Regions from separate parts of the Oryctolagus cuniculus genome. Here region 1 is linked to region 2. A link is a contact called in public Micro-C data. All regions are on one chromosome and are shown on one strand. Each heading gives the region's core, a stretch centred on a gene start, on an enhancer-like site or on the middle of the called end of the contact. The rest is flanking DNA. Distances are from core to core; before and after follow the strand shown. Region 1 has its middle 39 kb from the start of FCHSD2. Region 2 has its middle 16 kb from the start of ATG16L2.

Region 1 (2,700 bases), core at 167-2,666, 340 kb after region 2:
CTGTGCCAGTGACAAAGCACCTTGGGTCAGAAGGGCCCCACCTCCCAAAGAAAACTTGCGTTAAGGTCTATTGATCCAGGCCCAGCAATAAAACCAAACCAAACACCCAGCTGGTAGATGGATGTGGGGAGTCCCAGCCTGCCGAGCTACCTGGCGTCCTGTGGAGTCAGGCCAGGGCACCGCCTACTCTCAGCTTGGTTCAGGAGCCTGCCTTCTCACAGCCCCAGTGTGAGTGCCTTCCTGGGCTTCCGCCCCCCACCCCCACCACCAGGGGAGGCATGCTCTCCACAGCCCTCCCAGGGGGGCGTGTCCCGCCTGCTCCCATACCTCATGGCCTATCTCTGGAAGCAGCCCCTTCTGCCGTAGGACTGCCTTTCTCGCTGAACTGGGGCCAGCCTCCAGTGACATCCCCATCATTTCCGTGGGGGGCCTCAAAGCAGTTGCCCCCTGTCCCTGGGTTGGTCCTATTAAGCTGGGAGGGAAATGATTCTACATCTGCCCTATGTGGGCAGGGACTGCACTACAGAAGCCATTTCTAAGAAATGGGCACACAGTTCCAGAGAAACTGGGGCTGGCATTGTGGTGTAGTGGGTAAAGCCACTGCCTGTGATGCTGGTGACCCATGTGGGCACCTGTTCTAGTCCTCGCTGCTCCACTTCTGATCCAGCTCCCTGCTAATGTGCCTAGGAGAACAGCAGAAGGAGGCCCAAGTGCATGGACCCCTGTACCCACATGGGAGACTCAGAAAAAGCTTCTGGCTCCTGGCTCAGGACTGGCTCAACTCCAGCCATTGAGGCAATTTGGGCAGTGAATCAGTGAATGGAAGATCTCCCCCACCCCGAAACTCTGCCTTTCAAATAAACAAATAATTAAATAAAGCCCATTGGTCACCTCCCATATTCTAGGCTTTATGCCTCCGTTAATGTAGCCAGACATGAAATCTACATTTGTGCAATCCATATTCCACTGCGTTCCTGTCATTTCAGACCATCCTTTTTAATGTGCTCTAAGTGAAGGGTCTTGCATTTTTCTTTAAATCTCTGTCTTGGAGATGTCAGTAATTTGTACACACACACACACACACACACACACAGGCATCACCCCTCTCTGCTCAAGACACTTGCTGGATCTCCCAGAGGTGGCCAGTGTGAAGTGTCCCGTAGGGAGCCTGGTGACGGCAGGGGCCTGAGATGACCGTGACCATGAAGGGAGCAGGATCCCTGCTATCCCTGCCCAGAGGAGTGATGACAACAAGCGCCTAGGAGCCCAGGGAAGGGGTAACTGGGTGCTGCCCTCCGGGCATCCACAGGCAACTCGGAGCCTTGGGCAGGGCTCCAGAAGCAAATGCGATAGGACCTGGCAGCAGGAGGGAAGGAGGAGTGGGGAGTCTCTGAGGCAGAGGGAGAAGCCCCGTCCCCCGCAACTGTGTCCCCTCAAATAAGTATTACCAACCCTCCTCCGCTTTCTGCCCATTGGCAGAGGGCCCAGCCAGGACTAGAGCCCAGGTCTCCCAAACGACCCCCTCGCCAGGGAGCATCAGCATACCTGAGCCAGCCGCTCCCACCATCTGTCCTGAGCTCCTTGCGTTGGCCTGCTCTCTGGGGGCTCCCATCTGGCTGGGTGGATAGGCTTTCAAACCTTATGTGAAGCTGTTTAGGCTGGAGGACCCTGGGAAGGCCAGGGGTGGAAATTCAAGCACCGGCTTGGAGCCCATGGGTGTCACCCAGAGCTGAACTGTGGGCCTGTCTCAGGCTCCTGTCTCTGGGCCTGGGAGTGGGGCTGGCTGCAGACCAGAAGGCAGGGCCCACCCCAGCCCCGAGGCTGGGCCTGCGGGAGAGTCCAAGCTAAACCTCTGTACAAGGGTCCATTGTGGTTGCTGAGCCCAACCCTGGGCTCCGCCAGCCCTTCCAGCTCGGAAAATACTTTCCTGCTGGCAGCTCCCAGAGCAGCCTGTCCTTGGCCCTACAGCCAGGCCTCTCCCACCTAGCGGGGACCGCGGGCCACGGCAGCTCAGAGCTCCTGGGCCTGGCCCCCACTTGCCAAGCAGGACCCCTGATGCACAGAGCAGTGGGCACAGGTCAGAGCATCACGGTGAGGACCAAAGTCAGGAGAGAACACAGCCCTCCGGCCAGCAGGAGGCAGTGGGCTGTAGTCTCAGGCCAGGGAAGGGGCTGCACGCCCACCCTTGGCCTCTCAGGGTCTGTGTGGCCTTACAAAATCCTCTAGGCATCTGGGAGCTGAGGTCCCTGCTCTCCTGACCTCCTAAGCTTTTAAACCAGAGTGTCACACAGGAAGGGAAAGAAGCTGCTCTGGAATTCGGGGTTCTGAGGACTCCGCTCCCAGGGTGGGGCTCTGGGCCTCCTCAACCCTTGCCTGGCTGACAGCGCCACCTGGGGCCGGCTGGGGAGATCTGCGCCCCTGAGTTAGCCAAGGGGCCCAAAGGCACTTGGACCCCAGACACCAGGGCAGTGCCCAAGGAGAGTGAGCCTGGTATGAGGAGGCCGAGAAAGCAGAAAGCAGGGGGCAGGGGAGGGTCTCTGGCACCGCAGGGCCGTGGAAGGGAGGAATTGCTGTCACTGCAACTCTTGCTGACTGTCCCCTGGGCCAGGTCCTCGACAATGGGCTGTGGAGGGTGGGAGGGGCGTGGAGCCAGGACCAGGGTCTGGGAACTGGGTCTTGGAGGATGGTAGTGATCTGTCT
Region 2 (2,700 bases), core at 133-2,632:
TTTATTTTGGCCCCCCCCCCCCCCCCCGCCCCGTGCTGACTCAGGGAGCTCTGGAGAGGCCAGGATGGAAGTGAGAGTCTCAGGAAATGCTGGTTAAGTGGTTAAATGCCTTTGTTCAAGGACCCTAGGGGTTCAACACTGCTCCACTCCAAGATTTCTTCCACCAGACCCCTTCCCTCCTGCCTGGCTCCCAGTGGCCACCAGGGGTCACCAGCAGCCTGGAAGAACACTTGGACGGTTGTGACGTAGGTGTCCTCTGTCTCAGGGGACAATGGCTCTGAGGCTGAGACTGAGCATCACACAGCTACTGTCATGCTGGGTTGAGCTAACCCCCACCCGCCCGCACACACTAATGGCAGAAGGCAGAATTTGGCCTCCCCTGCCTGCCACCACGGGGCTGCGGGGGTGGGGGGAGGGAGCAGATGTGATTCTGGCTTTGTGTCTAAGCCAACGCTACTCTGTGTCTATCTCTTCCATTCTGGCCCCTGGACCTGGAGGGTGAGTGTCCCCCAAAGTGAGGGACCAGGAGAGAGAGGGATCCTGGGAGGTGGCTGTCAGCTCTGCCTAGGTGACCCGGGGACCGGCAGAGGTGCTTGGGAAGTGGGCTGACTCTGTCGCAGGGCAGTGACCACACGTGCTGGGGGCCGCCTCACTTCAGGGGGCACAGGCTCACTGGAACTTGCTCCGAGGCACCCCTCCTGGCAGGAGTGAATGCTTCCTGGAGGGCAAGGGGAGGCGGGGGTGCAGAGGGCAGGACTAGCACCCTCCAGGCCGCCAGTGTTGAGTGCTCAGGTTTCGGCATTCCCTACTTGGGCCTGAGTCTCAGTGGTAAAACTAGAATGACCTGCACAGGGTCACAGCAGGGCTGGCACGAGCATCCAGGCCTCCGGCTCGGTGGCAAAAACTGGATTGAGGTGCTGTAGAGAGGGACTGGCTGCTCTCTGCAAGCCCAGTTCCATCTTCTGGGAGACCCTGGGCAGGTCACCAGCTTCCAGGGTCTCGTGTCCCCGTCCCTGAAACTGCCGCGGCCACACAACATAGTCTCATAGTCTGTGAGCAGGGTTGCCTCTGCCTGCCCCGCCCAGCCTCAGGCCTGAAACCTCCAGGAGGGAGAGGCGGGAGAGGCCCCCGTGGCGGGCTAATGCCCTGGGGTCACTTCCCCGTCCTGGGAGGGGCCCCTTGGCTTGAGTCTGTCATTCCTGAGTGCCCCCCCCACCAGATTGGACCCCCCCTGGGGACAGAGACGGGGTCTACAGTGTGCAGGACACAGCCTGGGGCAGGAAGCTAGGCTGCTGAACGGCCTGCAGAAGTCCTGGCAGTGCCGGGTGTGGACCCGTCTGTGAGGGTCAGTGTCACTCACACCAAGCCTTGTACGGGCTGTTTCCATGTCCAGGGTCCAAGGTAAGCTCAGCTGCTCTGCACGCTTACCACATGGGACCTCAGGAAGTCTCTCCTCACCCTCGCTGTCCAGGTGGGGAAGGCGAGGCCCAGCCGGCTGAAGGGGTGAGCCTCCGGCCACGGCACACTCGAGGCAGCTCTGGGACTTGAGTCCAGCTCTTTCTGCCAAGCTCCCCTCCCCCCCGCCCTGGGCCTTGCACGAGCAAGCAGTGCGGTGTGCTTGGTCCTCAGTGTGCAGGGGCGTGAACCCTGCTCAGCAGTTACTGGTGTTATGTTGTAAGGTAAGACATTTCAGGAGAAAATCCCAGACCAGCGCCTGCAGGAACGACGTGGGAGCAGCCCCGCGTGTGTTGCTTTTGGTCACTGGGACCAAGGGAAAAACAGCCCAGGAACACGATGCTCTTGGCAGATCAAGTAGTCACAAAGCAAACGCTGAGGAACCTGGAGGACACTTAGCTCGTGTGTCGAGTGGTAGAGTTCCGGGACACAGTACAGTTCCCATTCTTTGTCATTTGGTTGTGTTTCTGTCATCAACAACTTCCTAACAGACAAAATGAACGCAAAGATTCAGAGCAGCCAGATTTTGTCACAGGGCCGCATGGAGGGAGCTGGACAGGAACTAGGCCCCGAGCCAGAAGCGTGGCTGGGTTCCTTGGGCAGTGAGTGAGCAGTGCAGCCCAGGGGTAGCCACGGGCCGGAGGATGCGGGCTCGCTTTGTCTCGGTGCAGGAGTCCAGTGCCTTGATGGGTCACCTTCCGTCATCCCAGCAAGTCCGTATTAGCCGGTCTTGGCGCCAGCACTGTGACCTTTCCGTCTCACTCTGCATCTCGAGACCAAACCACTGAGACCAGCAGAGCTGCGGGAGCACTGCCCCGGAAGCCACCGCCCTCTGTTCCTTTCCAAGTTGAGGTCGTGGCAGCTCGGAAGGAAGGGCGGGACACCAAGCCGCGGGAGGCCCAAGGCCCAGTGATGTTCTCCGCCTGGGCTCTGGCTGGCCTGCGGGTGTGCCGTGGGCTGGGGTGGGGTCGGAGAGGAAGGGAACCAGCCCTGTGCGGTGAATCCCTGGCTTGACTGAAGCCCAGTCAGTTCCTGAGACGAAGGAGCCAACACTGGATTCTGACACTGCGGTGGGGCCGTTGACTGAACTCTGTCCCTGGTCACAGACCAAGTCTCCAGTGCCAGCGGCGGTCTGTGACCAGCAGCTCGCACGGGCAGGGGAGCAGGAGAGTGCCGTCTCCTGTGTCTCACGGCCCTTGCCAGGTGTACGGAAAAGCACTTCACACATTCCTTCCGCGGGAACGC

What was found. Hi-C and Micro-C count contacts between places; a contact is called where the count stands out from the background.
Region 1: a Micro-C map of ear pinna shows a contact between it and region 2, with 10 times the contacts expected there. The contact joins two enhancer-like sites. A contact is called at or near these places in 3 of 6 Hi-C or Micro-C datasets (ear pinna, psoas muscle and an unstated tissue).

Annotation. Positions count from the first base shown.
Region 1 is chr1:64,558,470-64,561,169 of mOryCun1.1, forward strand. No RefSeq gene overlaps it. Among named protein-coding and RNA genes, the nearest start is that of FCHSD2, 39 kb to the left of the region's middle. Within about 2 kb of position 1,417, at least 1 of the 8 cell types and tissues checked has an H3K27ac peak or open chromatin away from gene starts, as enhancers often do. A contact at or near this core is called in ear pinna, where this site is marked.
Region 2 is chr1:64,217,594-64,220,293 of mOryCun1.1, forward strand. No RefSeq gene overlaps it. Among named protein-coding and RNA genes, the nearest start is that of ATG16L2, 16 kb to the left of the region's middle. Within about 2 kb of position 1,383, at least 5 of the 8 cell types and tissues checked have an H3K27ac peak or open chromatin away from gene starts, as enhancers often do. A contact at or near this core is called in ear pinna, where this site is marked.